2 separate regions of the Mus musculus genome follow, and region 2 is linked to region 1. A link is a contact called in public HiChIP or PLAC-seq data. All regions are on one chromosome and are shown on one strand. The core of a region is the stretch at or near the end of the contact, and the rest is flanking DNA. Distances in the headings are between cores, read along the strand shown. Region 1 holds the start of Pramel1 (PRAME like 1). Region 2 holds the start of Pramel13 (PRAME like 13).

Region 1 (6,914 bases), core at 809-3,308:
TTCTCTGCCAGTTCCTGGAGTGTGGGTGGAGTCTTGCAGCTCATCCTGATGGATCTTCAGGAAGGATTCCTGGGGCAACATTTAGAAAAAAGATAAGTGCTGAGACTCACCTCACCCGAGACAGGAGCTAGGTCAGGGTCACAGTCACTGTTCCAAGAGTGACAGAGACCTCAATCTAGTTCCTTCTACTCTGTGCTACACTGACCACAACACCATCCCACTCCCTGTTGGCCCCAGGACTATGGTCTCAAATATCCACTGCCACAGTACATCTTATTACCACCCATTTCCAGTTTAGGCAATGGATTCCACTCCCAGCAGGAACTGAGTCCTGTGCATCCTAGAAGTTAAACTCCAGCTCTCTGAAGGAAATGTGTCATTCAAGATCCTGTATGGCAGCAGGTGGTAGGGATGGCAGATGCCACCCCAGCACTGAGGAGGCAGAGATATACATTCAGTTGGGGGTCAGCTTTGGGAGCATGGGGTCGGGGAAATAGCAATAACTATTAGAAAGAAGGAAATATTTGAGTAAATGTTTATTCTGTAGCACTTAGCACTGAACATGAGTATCATACATGTTAGGGCATTTTTACTAATGAGCCACTATCACTAAACTTCAAACATTTTATCACTTGTTATGTTGTTTGTTTTGGTTTTTTCTTTCTTTGTTTGTTTGTAGACATGGTTTCCCAACCTGACCTGAAACTCACTCTGTAGTCCACTAGGCTGGCCTTGAACTCAGAGATCCTCCTGTCTCTGCTTCCCAAGTGCTGGGGTTAAAGGTATTCACCATCACACCTGACTAAAAACTTTAAATGCCAAGGGTTGAATTTCTGTAGGAGAAAAGTTTCTTCTAAGTCTAGAGCGGTGACTCACATTATCATCAGAACACTCAAAACTAAGGTAGAGGGATCTACATAAGTTCCAGGCTGCCCAGTGTGTTGGCACAGGACAGCCATGGTGGATATACACAGAAACCCTGCCTCAAAAAAACCCCAAACCAACCTCCACCCACCTCCCCAAAGGGCATTTGGCACTATGCCCACTTTTAAAAAGTCTGTCTACAACTCATTAAAACCCTATGCCATCTAACCTGGTCTGCCTAGTAAATTGAGAGAATATGAATAAATATCTACCCATCTCAGACAGTACTCCAACAAGAAATCAAAGTCATGAGTGACTCTACCCAAGTTTGGCTTACTATAGACCAGGCTGGCCCTTTGCCTCTTGAGTGCTGGAGCCACCACCACCCACCCAGCTTTGCACAGCAATTCTCAAACCTTCCTAATGCTGGGACCCCACACACACACACACCCACACCCTTAAAAGCATTTCACTACTACTTCGTAAATGTAATGAATCTAACGCAGGATGTGACCCACCCATCTAGGCCAGATGCCCAGATGACTGCCTAAGGGCCCAGCCTACCCCCATCCTCTCGGAAGGCCCGATCTAGTGAGGAACTTCGAATTAAAACGGTTGTTAGCCTTGGGGGGGGGTGGGGGTGGCAAAGTTCAAAAGAAGCAATCTCTGACTGGGGGGGGAAGCAACCTGGCTGATGGAATGCATTGATAAACAAGGTGTGCGAGCACACACTCCTAATCCTAGCCACACTCAAGTTATTCTTCAGTCAGTCACACAGGCTCGATAACTCGGCACTTAATCCTAGCATGCCGGAAGTGTTTGAAGCCCGAAACGACGCACTGATTTCCTGGCGGGCCCTGGGGCCCTCACAGACGAAGGCCTACTTCAAAAAAAAGCAGAGTGAGAAAGAACGGCCTTATCCTGTCAGCGCACCCGTTAGTCAAGTCTCCCCGACGTGTCTGGAAGAGCACGGGGTGATGGCACGGAGTGGGGCGTTTATTTTGTTGTTTTTTTTTTTTTTTTTACCAAGGGTTGAAGCGATCCTCCGGCCTCGCCCGCTGCTGCTGCTACTGAGGGACAAAATGGCTTACCAGAGATGGACAGAAGCAAGATGTCTCCGAGCCGCCCCGGAGCCCTCCGGTCCCTCTGTCTCCCCCGCTGGCCTCAAACTCACAGAGACCTGACAGGAAGCGCTCGCTCTCGTGGCCGCCGAAGCTTTAACACAACGTTCTGCTCCCACGCCGCTGAAATAAGCTCGGGCCCCGCCCCCCATACAAGCCGCCACTTGATTGGACGTCTCAGGCTCCGCCCACTTTCACGGGATTTCGCCCCCCCACTCCTCCAACGCTTTTTTGAATCTAGAGCCGGATGTGGAGGGAGACTTACAGCGTTGGCCAGGAGGCTGAGGCAGGTGCATCTCTGTGACTTTAGGCCCGGCCTTTCTTCGCTAACTAAATATCGATTTCCCAGGCTCTGGCTAAGACTACTGGATGAGTCCATGTTTGAAAATAAGGCGGGGGCGGTAGGGGGGATTGCTGCGTTGGTGCTGGTATCCATCTTTAATTCCAGCACTCAGGAGGCAGAGGCAGGAGGATCCCTAACTTTCGGCCCAGTATTGTGTCTAACTAAATATCGACTTCCAGGCTCCAACCAAGGCTACTGGATAAGACCCTGCCTTAAAAAATAATAATAAAATTAAGCCGCAGTGGTGGCACCCGCCTTTAATCCCAGCACTTGGGAGGCAGAGGCAGGTGGATTTCTGAATTCGAGGCCAGCCTAGTCTACAGAGTGAGTTCCAGGACAGCCAGGGCTATACGGAGAAACCCTGTCTCCAAAAAAAAAAAAAAAAAAAAAAAAAAAACCGAAAAGAAAAAAGAAATTAAAGTGTGGCTATGGTATTGCCCACCTTTAATTCTTCACTCAAAAGGCAGAGGCAGGAGGATTTCTGACTTTAGGCCCAGCATTTTCTTAATTAAATATTAAATTCCAGGCCCTGAGGCCCTGGCCAAGACTACTGGATGAAACACACACACACACACACACACACACACACACACACACAAAGGGCGGGACTGTAGTAGTGCGTACCTTTAATTCCAACACTCAGGAGGCAGAGGCAGAAGAATCTCTGTGACTTTAGGCCCGGGATAACTAAATATTGACTTCCAGGCTCCAACCTAGACTACTTGATGTACTTGATGAGACCCTGCCTATAAAAGAGAGGGAGGGAGGGAGGAAGAGAGGGGGAGGAGGGGAGGAGGAGGAAGAAGAGGAAGAAGAGAAAAAAAGAGAAGATGGGGCTGTGGTTATGCACTCTGGAGGCAGAGGCAGGAGGTTAGGATGAGTTTGGGGCAATCCAGGTCTCTACACAGCAAGGCCTAGAACAATATAAAGGCACTCTGATACACACACACACACACACACACACACACACACACACACACAAAGTGAGTCTGATCTGTGTTCTCCCCACAAGGGAAGAATTAAGATGGGGTTAAAGTCAAGGCTCAATCATGGATTCACCCCACAAACAGATTTTTCAATATGTTGACTGCAACAGTTGGGAAGAAAGATAGCAAAGGGTTAGTCTATTTCACAGAAAAATAAAAAGTAGCCGGGCATAGTGGGCACAAACCACCCTGCTACATAGAAGGAAAAAAATCTGGAGTTCCAGGACAGGCTGAGCTACAATAGTAACAGTCCAGCCTGGGCTACATGAGACCCTCAAATAAAAAAAAATTAAAAAAAAACAACTGATACGTGGCATTTTTCTTGCAGAATTCTTTAACCACTTTAAGATAGTAAAGATAAAAACCAGATTCTCTCCAGAAAAAAAACAAAAAAACATTAGTAACTTACATACCCAGTGTCACCTGTGGGGGTTTTTCTCTTTTATTTTGTCTTCCTGAAACAAGGCTTTGTTATATGTAACCCAGGTTGATCCAGAACATGTAGACTAGGCTAGCCCATAGAAGTGATCCTATTGTTTCAGCCTGTCCAGTATTGACTCCCAGAACAAAACATCACAGCTGGTAAGCCACAGTATAGGAGACTCGCATCGCCATGCCTGGCTTTGAGATGCTGGGTGTCAAACTCATGGCGCCCTTCCCACAGGCTAGGTGAGTACTCTACCAACTGAGGTACACCCCCAGCCTCAAGATGGGGGGCTTCATGGAAGGACAGAGGTGTAAGGCAAAATTTGCCCAAAGATATTAGAAGCCTTAGTAGTTGTGAAAGGGCAGCTTAAACCCAACTTGCTCCTTCCAGGCAGAGAATGCCTTGGTTTTCCCAGAAAGTAGGGTGTGTTTCAGATGAGATCAGCTCAGTTACAGGCTTGGGGGTCAGAGGAGAAGACAGAGAGCAAGTCACTAGGGCTAGATAGAGAACATCCCTGAGGACCAGACCACGGGTTCAGGTGTATGTTTGTTTAGGTTTTTTTTGTTTTTGGTTTTTTTGGGTTTTTTTTTTTTTTTTTGGTTTTTTTTTTTTTTTTTGGAGACACTAAGCTAACAACCTTGACTGTACTGGAACTAGCTTTGTAGATCGGACTGGCCTCAAACTCATGGAGATCCCTCTGCCTCTGCCTCTGCCTCTGCCTCTGCCTCTGCCTCTGCCTCTGCCTCTGCCTCTGCCTCTGCCTCTGCCTCTGCCTCTGCCTCTGCCTCTGCCTCTGCCTCTGCCTCTGCCTCTGCCTCTGCCTCTGCCCCCCTGACCCCCTGACCCCTGCCCCCTGCCCTCTGCCTCCCTGGGAATTAAAGGCATGTAAAGGTGTGGGCCACCATACCCAGCAAACAACAAGGTCAGACATGGTGGTACTCACCTTTTCTCTTGTTTTTATTTTTTTCATGTCCAAGTCTTAAAGTCACTGAGGGTACAAGCTGTACCTCCTCAACATGGAAGAGTCAGGCAGCAGAGCCTGTGTCCCTGCCCCTGTCCTGTGGTGTTGATCTGTGTGTGCCTTCACAGTAAGGGCTCTTTCTAGGCAACCAAGAGCTCAAGTCAGCACCCTCAGACCTGGGCCTGTAAGAGCCTCACCTCACAGAGTCGTGGTGCATGCCTTTAATCAAAGTGCTCAGGAGGCAACGGAGGCAGATCTCTGAGTTCGAGATCAGCCAGCCATTCAGGAGCCAGGACAGACATATGCAGGGGAAAATATAAAAAGCCAACTCAGGAAAGTGCTTGGGGCTGAGGTGTACCTGAGAGGTCGGGAGCTTGCTTTGAATCACCTAGTAAGCAACTGGGGATGTGGCTTAGGGGTGGAGGCCTTAGATGGATCCCCAGAGCTACAAAGGAAAAGGAAAGAAAAGTGAAAAAGATTATCTATAAACTTTCTTTTTTAAATTATTACCTTAAGGCAGAGGCAGGTGAATATTTGTGAGGTTCAAGGCCAGCCCGGTGTACATACTTAGTTCCAGGAGAGCCAGGGCTATATAGTAAGATCCTGTTTCAAAAAGGGGGGAGGGGAGATTCAAAGAGCACTTGGCTGTTCTTCCAGAGAAACCAGGTTCAATTCCCAGCACCCAATATAGCAGCTTATAATCATATGTAATGCCGGTTCCTTTTATGGTCTCTGTGGACACACAGACAGAAACATCTATACAAAGAAAAATAAATAAAAATTTAAAAATAAGAATGTTATTTTATGCAATGATGTTTCACCTGTATGTATATATGTGTGCCCTGGGCTTGCCTGGTGCCCTTGGAGGTCATAAGAATGTGTCAGGTGCCCTGGAACTGGACTTAGGAATGATGGTAGGTGCTGGGACTCAAACCTAGGTCCTGTGCAAGAACAAGTGGTTTTTTTGTTTGTTTGTTTGTTTTTTGTTTTTTGTTTTTGAGAAAACAGACCCAAAATGTTAAGATTTTATTTACAAAGCTTTTCCATGTTGTACAGAAAGTAAAAACGTTGTTACAATCACAGTGTAACTGGCAACCAGGATGGTCAACTCACCAATCACAGCTGTCACGATACAGCAAGAGTCTTACACGAAAACCTAACAACGTTTACAATTTTGTTGGGGCGAAGTCCCCAGGCTTGGTGGTGGATTACCAAGGGGCTAACGGAGGAAGGCGGAATGTCGCGGGAACTATTCTTTGGCTCTTTGGGTGGGGGTGTCCTGGGGCTTGTATCACAGCTACCTTTTTAAAACAGCTACCAAATCCATGAGCAGTCCAACCAATACTCAACAGTTCTGTTTCTTGCAGGTTGTTTCGGGTCTTAATCATCGTCTCCTTCGTCATCTGTTTCTCTCTCTTTTCACCCTTCCCACTTTCTTCCTCCTCTTCATCCTCATCTTCTTCATCTTCATCAACTTCCCCATCGTGTCCAAATTCTTCCTCCTCCCCACTGACTTCATCTTCATCATCTTCTCCTTCTACATCCTCATCTTCATCCTCTTCATCTTCATCTTCTTCTTCCTCACCATCCTCATCTTCCTCTTTCTCTTCATCTTCTCCTTCTTCATCCTCTTCCTCTTTGTCCACACCATCCACCTCCACATCTGAGTCGGGGGCTTCCTGGTCCTCTCGGTCATAGCCATCCAGATAGGACAGCTGGGGCAGGAGCCTGAAGACAGTTTCTCGGTAATCACTCTGGTTAGTGACCTCACAGCCAAACAGATCCAGGCTTTTCAGACAATCCAACCTTTTCAACGGCTCCAAGGTGCTGATATCTTTCAGGTTATTTCCACTTGGGTTCAGATGTGTGAGGCTTGGAAGTTCTTCTGCTAGTCTGTCCAGACCTCCGAAGATTCTATTTTCACTGAGCTCAAGCTTCTTCAATTTAGGTAGCTTCGGGAGGTCTGAAACTGAAAACAAGCCTACACTTATTAAACTGAGGAACTCTAAGTTCACAAATTCATCTGTTAACCCCTCCATTTTTCCATCCATTGCTTTGCAATTGTCCAAGACAAGTTCTCGAACGGCTGCCGGGGTCCGGTTCCTCAGCTCCAGGTGGATCCTCCTCTTCATATCCATGTTCCCCTCGTCCCCCCTCTCCAAACTTAACTTTCCGCGGCGGGGGCGGAGGGGGGAGAGGCGACCCGGCCTGC
Region 2 (6,947 bases), core at 3,858-6,357, 1.0 Mb before region 1:
TCTAGATCAGTAGGATAAAGGGCCGTCACTGCCATTGCTGTTCTGACAAATTTTCCAGAGGCTGCCACTGTCTCCAGAGCTGGCAATCACTCTTAGAAGCTATTCTTTCTTGTATTTATATGATTTCTTTGATATAATGGATTCTACAGTGAAAAGATAAAGAGTTAGCGGTGGAACTATGCTGGTGGCATGCTTGCCCAGCACATGTGAAATTCTGGGTTCCATTCTCAGTATGACATAAGCTGACTGATGTGATGTGTATCTTTGGTCCTAGCACTCAATGGGTGGAAGCAGAAGAATAAGTTCAAGATCATCCTTAGCTACATAGTGAGTTTAGGGCTAGCCTGAGCTACATAATGCTTTGTGTAGGACACCAGAGATGACCTTTATAGCCACACACTTTATAGACAGGTTTTTAAAGGCAGAAACCACATCCTGACATCTTGCTGGGTAGCTGCAGGGGTCTGCACAGAAGTAAGCAGATTGAAGGAGGAAATTTTAACATAAGCTAAAATAAGCCATTAGCTGGAGGGAGTTCAGGCAGTTCAGCAGAAGCTGAGGCAAGAGAGCTAGGCCATCCTGACCTTTGGTTTCTAGAATAGCATTGGATAATTTCTCCATCAAGGAGCTCAAATTCTAGTTAAACCTGAAACGGACTCAGAAAGAATACAAGATGGAGGAACCTTTGCATTTTCTTGCCCTGTCACAAATAAGATCCTGTCACAGGAAGAAAGCAAGAAAGCAAGAAAGCAAGAAGGCAAGAAAGCAAGAAAGCAAGAAAGAAAGAAAGAGAAAGAAGGAAAAGAAAAAAATAAAAATAAGAAAATATATATTAAACACTGACCCAGATATCCTTTAAAGGTTTCCCTAGCTGTAATAGGCCAGAGGTCTACAATGTTACTGCTGAATCTGTCTTCATTTATTAAATGGTCACAATAGTAATTCCTAACTCAGATAAAAATACTGAGCATGCGGTGGTTAATATCGAATTGTCAACTTGACAGGATCTAGAGTCACCTAGGAGACATCTGTGAGTACCACTGTGAAGTAATTCTAGACTAGGCTAACTCAAGTAGTTAAATGACCCTTTTCTCTTTTTCTTTCTTTCTTTCTTTTCTTTCTTTCTGTCTTTCTTTCTTTCTTTCTTTCTTTCTTTCTTTCTTTCTTTCTTTCTTTGTGTTAGATATTTTTTCAGATCAAGGCACAAGGTAATTAATATAGAGTCCAAGGCTGGGCAATAGTAGATGCTGATCTTTAATATATAAAGACTATAAGCATAGTTAGGAACTTGGGTGGGACTGATGCACACAATTTAGTCCCAGCACTCTGGAAGGAGACAGATGGATCTTGGTGAGTTCATGGCTCGCCTAATCTACTTAACAAGTGTAGTGGCTATTCCTGGTTGTCAACTTGACTATATTTGGAATGAACTACAATCCAGAATTGGAAGGCTCACCAGTGACCCTCATCTGGAGCCTGGGAGATAGAAGTTTCTGATCTGGATCTTGGTATGGAGATCTTGAAGCATAGTGGCTATGGATTCCAGAAGATTAAGACAGGGAGATCTCTGAGTTCAAGGTCATCTGGGATTAAAAGCGTGGTGGAACACACCTTTAATCTGGGCTACACCTTCTGCTGGAAACCATATAAGGACATTGGAAGAAGGGAGTCTTGCTTCCTTGCCTGCTTGCCATGTGGTGTGGGACTGAGTAACTGCTAGATCTTTGGATTTCCATTCACAGCTACTACTGAATCATTGTTGGGAATTGGGCTGCAGACTGTAAGTCATCAATAAATTCCTTTACTATATAGAGACTAGCTATAAGTTCTGTGACTCTAGAGAACCCTGACTAATACAACAAGGTTCAGGCCATCCAGAGCATAGTGAGACCCTAGGGGAGAGCGAGAGCGAGAGAGAGAGAGAGAGAGAGAGAGAGAGAGAGAGAGAGAGAGAGAGAGAGAAAGAGAGAGAGAATGGCTCAGGTCTAAAGCAGAATCCATTCACAAGTATCTGTTTCTGTTACAAGGTAAAGGCTCAAAGACCATGGCCAAAATTAGAATTGAGAGTCTGTAGTGGGCTAGAAAGATGGCTCACGGGGTTAAGAGGACTAACTGCTCTTCCATAGGTCTTGAGTTCAATTCCCAGCAACCACATCATGGCTCACAACCGTCTATAATGGGATCCGATGCCCTCTTCTGGTGTGTCTTTTAAAAAGAAAGAAGGAAAAAAAAAAGAAGGAAAGAAAGGAAGGTAGAAAGAAGAGTCTCATAAGCCAGCTGGTGACTGTGATGCCTGAAGAGAAGCATTTCTCACAGAGCAGCCCCAATCCATAGTACAGGGAGTATTTGAAGATAAAGAACACAGAAAACCTGAATTCTGTTTGGCAATTGCAAGGGAACGCAAACAAACAAGCAGTTTAACAAGAGCTGAGAACTAACTGGGGCATTTTGACCCTGAGTCTCTAGAACAGGGCTGGGTGCTTTCCCTCTTCCCCAAGGGACTTGTCAGAGCAGGAGGTGGAAACCAAAGCTGGTTTCAGCCAAGACAAGATGGAGAAAGCTTTGCTATTACATTTCTCTCTGCCGTGTTACAGTGGTGTCTTGATTTTAGAGCTCAGCTAGAAAATTGCTTGGGAATCAGGTGGGAAGAGAAGGCAAATGCTAGCCCAAGCCTGCACTCCCACCCTCGATAGCCATCTTGACAGCATTTTACAGGCCTTGAGGTTTGCGACTCAGAATCTCTCTGTGCCTAGTACAGAACATGTCTGGCATCCCAGCACTCAGGAGGCAGAGGCAGGAGGATCAGGAATCCAAGGTCATACTTGATTACCTTGCTAGTTTGAGGACAGTCTGGGTTACAAGAGACTATCTCAAACAAAACAAATAAAAAGACAAGTGTGAATTGGAAAAGAAAAAGAAAGAAAGAAAGAAAGAAAGAAAGAAAGAAAGAAAGAAAGAAAGAAAAGAAAAGAAAAGAAAAGAAAAGAAAAGGAAAGAAAAGGAAAGAAAAGGAAAAAAAAATCAAAACCAAACTCTTAACCTTACCTCCACCTTGGTGACTGTTTTTGGAAAGTATGTGTGGTTGGTTGTAAACTTAAGATGTGCTGATGCTGAGAATATTCCTGAGATAGGCTGGGATTAAAGGCATGCGCCACCACTGCCCGGCTTCCTGTTAGCATTCTGTCTAAATTCTGACCCACAGTTACTGGCAAGAGCCAGGTAGGCCTGGCCTTTTATAAAAGGGGCTGCTTGCCCCCTCCTCTCCTTTTTACTCTTGCCTCTTTCACTCTTAGTCCCCCTCTCTCCCCATTCCCTTCCCTCCTCTCTCCACATGTTCATGGCTGGCCTCTACTTCTCTACTTTCTCCCTCTCTCTGTGTTTCTCTGCCTCTACTACCCTCTTAACTCCCCCCACCTCCCCATGCCATGAATAAACTCTATTCTATACTATACCATCGTGTATCCTTCAGGGGGAAAGGATGCCTTGGCATGGGCCCACCGAGGCACCTCCTTCCACCACACCTCACCACACCCCCATAGAACACATCTTATACCTCTTTGTCTTGATATAAACACATCAATTCCTGCATGGATTCTGAGGCAAAACATTGGTATCTGCAGGGCTTGACTGGATGTCACGTTGGTTGTTCCTCTCAGTTTTGTCACTCGAGAAAGGAGGTATCTCAGAGGTCCCTAAAACATAGGGTGGAAGATTGAGCCTACCAGCCTGCTGAGCTTTGATTTCTCCTAGGCTGGGCCTTCAGGATCCCTAGGAAGGCAAAGCCTAACAGTGTGTGCTATAGGAACCCAGATCCTCAAGTTTCCCCCTCTTGTGTGGACATCTGCCTGTTCCAGGAATCCTCCCACCTGGGAGAGGGTTTTATCTAGGCAAATATCAGTCAAGTCGCCTCACCAGTGGACCCTCAGAACCTCCTCAATGCTTCCCCCAGGGCCATTCAAGCGCAAAACAGGTTCCCTCCACAGCAATTTAGTTCAGAGGTTGAGCACCAGGTGTAGGAGTTCTTGTGCTCGCCTATGAGCATCAGGGAAACCAGGAATGTTAAACAGCTAGGGCTGTCTCTTCAAAGTGAAAGAAGTATAACCAGTTTTCTGCCCAGAAGGCTAGAGTCCTAGGGGTGGTTAGCCATACCCTGATGATCTTTGCACTAGACCACACCAGACCCTCCCCCAGACCCTTACAATGATGTCACACATAGTCGATCTCCAATACTCATCTTTATGGATGATGTCAAAGGTACTTTAGAAAGAATTTCAATGCAGTCCTGCTTTTGTTTGTTTGGTTAATTTGCTTTTCAAGATAGGGTTTCTCTGTGTAGCCTTGGCTGTCCTGGAACTCACTTTGTAGACCAGGCTGGCTTCGAACTCAGAAATCCGCCTGCCTCTGCCTCCCAAGTGCTGGGATTAAAGGCGTGCACCACCACGCCCGGCGCAGCCTTGCTTTATTATTGTGCACACAGGATTGTGCTAATTATCACCAATTAGCTTCCCTCACCAAGAGCAACTGTGCTGTACTTAAATATACGTAAAATAAATAAACTAACAGGTGTCAAAGTTTGAACCGAGCCTTGTTGAACTAGACTTTCTTCTGGCCTCTCAAGGATCTTTGATCCGCACTCTGCTGGCACGGGTGTTTGCAGAGACCCCTCACACGTGAATTCAATTCTGTGTGAATCACTGTGTCAAGATGGCACACACCTGTGATTCCAGCATTTCTTTTTTTTTTTTTTTTTTTTTGATGAAAGCAGAATTAGAGGTGAATTAGAGGCCAAGTCTGGGCTGTAAGAGACCCTATCTCAAAACAAAATAAATATTAAAAAGTAAAACTTGTGTTGCTCCTGCAATAACCCACGACACCAGGACTTGAAGTTTGTCTGCTTCTGTTCCTTTCAACTGAGTGAGAGGCCTTAGTTTTCTTCAGAGGATAGTTACAATTAGACACTTTAAAACCTTGGCGTCTTTGAATTGACCCTTAAGTCTGGAAAGCCTTCGGGTTAGAAACAGAAGCAAACAGCCACGCACAGACCAGCCGCATTTTTACGGAATGAGGGAAGGAAGGGGGAAAGGGGAGGGGCTAGAAGGAGGAGGAGTCTTAGTCTGCCCTGGTCAGGGGAATTCAGTTCTTTGGCGGATATTCCTACGCCCACTTCAGTAGAAGATCTCTGGCCTCCGGAGTTCAGCGGAGACTTCATTGCAGGTATTTATGACCATCCACAGGCAGTCATGACTCTCCAGAGTTATACAGGTGTCATAGTAAACAGACCTTATGTCTCTAGCAGTTCAGGAACGGTCCGGAGTAGCTTAAGGATCGGTGTGCATCCTTAAAAATGGGTCACGAACCTCAAGCATGCTTCACAGAAGGCATTTACACAAACCTAAAGGATTGGTGTGAGCCAGGCACTTGCCCAACTCCTTTGGTTGGTTGTTTTTTGTTTGTTTGTTTTTGTTTTTGAGACAGGGTGTCACTATGTATCTCTGGTTGCCCAGAGATCGGCCTGCCTCTGCTGAGATTAATGGTGTGTATAACATTGCTCAGCACTTCCGGGCTTCTGGGTTTTTGTTGTTTGTTTACTTATTTACTTATTGAGACAAGTTCTCATTAAGTAGCCCTGGCTGTCCTGGAACTCATTGTTGACCAGGCTGGGAGTGACCTCAGAGATCCATATGCCGTTCTCACTAAGTGTCATGATTAAGGGTGTGTCACTTTCCTAACATGCATCTTCTTTCTGTCTTTCCTTTCTTCCTGCCGTTTGATACAGGATCACTCTTCTATGTAGTTCTGGTTGTCCTGGAACTTTATATATAGACCAGGCTGAGTTCAAACTCATAGAAATCCTCCTAGCCTCCTGAGTGCTGGAGTTAAAGTTGTTTCCACAACCAACTGGCATGGCTTCCTGTTGCAATCCATGCAGTCTGCATGAGGCTGGCATAACATAACGTTTGTTTTACATTTCTCTTTTTTTTTTAAACTATTTTTATTTTATGTATTGAGTGTTTTGCCAACATACGCCTATCTACCCTGTGAGTGCCTGGTGTTTGCAGAGGACAGAAAGGGGGCAGCAGAGCCTCTGGAACTGGTTCTAGCCAGTTTTTGTTTTGAGGCAGTTCTGACTATGTAACCATACTTGGCTCAAACTCAGCCTTTCCGAGACTGGAGTGCTAGAATTACCCTTGTAGCAACATGTAGCAACTTTAAAAAGAAGGAATGTGCTCTAAAATAAGGTGAAAGGAGCCCGGGAGGGGAGGTGGCTCAGTGTAGCACCTGCCTACATACACAAGCCCTGGGTTTCATACATCCTCTCCCCCTCCTTCTTCCCTCCCCCATCATCATAATTTTTAAGATAAGGTCTCTTGGGTTCCAGGCTGGCCTCAAATTCACCATGTAGCCAAGGGATGACCCGTCTCTACCTTCCAATTGCTAAAATTACACACATGGACCAAGATGCCTGTTTTTAGGACAGCCAGGCCTACACACAGAGAAACCCTGTCTCAAAACCAAAACACAAAATTATTATTAGTAGTAGTATTAGTATTTTGTTGTTATTTTTTTAAAGGTTGTAAAGAACCAGGTATAGTGGTCTGAACTTTTAATTCCAGCACTCAGGAGACAGAAGCATGTGGATTCCATAAGTTTAGGACCAGCCTGATCTGCAGAGAGAGCTCTAGGCCAAGGCACCATAAGGAGGCCCTAACCTTAAAAAAAAAAAAAAAAATTACAAGTGAGCCAGGTGTGGTGGTGCATGCCTTTAATCCCAGCACTTGGGAGGCAGAGGCAGGCGAATTTCTGAGTTCGAGGCTAGCCTGGTCTACAGAGTGAGCTCCAGGACAGCCAGGGTTACACAGAGAAACCCTGCCTCGAAAACAACAACAACAACAAAACAAACAAACAAAACAAGCAAACAGAAAAGATACAAGTGATGTGTGTTGTGA

The links. HiChIP or PLAC-seq counts read pairs in DNA pulled down with a chosen protein or histone mark.
Region 2: an H3K27ac HiChIP or PLAC-seq map of embryonic stem cells shows a contact between it and region 1, with 5 times the contacts expected there. The contact joins the promoter of Pramel13 here to the promoter of Pramel1 in region 1. A contact is called at or near these places in 3 of 39 promoter capture datasets (the C10 cell line, cranial neural crest and embryonic stem cells), 2 of 115 datasets of contacts at active chromatin or transcription factors (both in embryonic stem cells) and 1 of 9 other capture datasets (embryonic stem cells).

The regions. Positions count from the first base shown.
Region 1 is chr4:143,389,585-143,396,498 of GRCm38.p6, reverse strand. It overlaps Pramel1 (PRAME like 1), which reads right to left and starts at 2,058. Exons shown (of 4, transcript NM_031377.2): 1 at 1,956-2,058; 2 at 1-69. The coding sequence starts at 44. It also overlaps the pseudogene Anp32b-ps1.
Region 2 is chr4:144,406,624-144,413,570 of GRCm38.p6, reverse strand. Pramel13 (PRAME like 13) reads left to right here and starts at 5,107. Exons shown (of 4, transcript NM_029948.2): 1 at 5,107-5,214.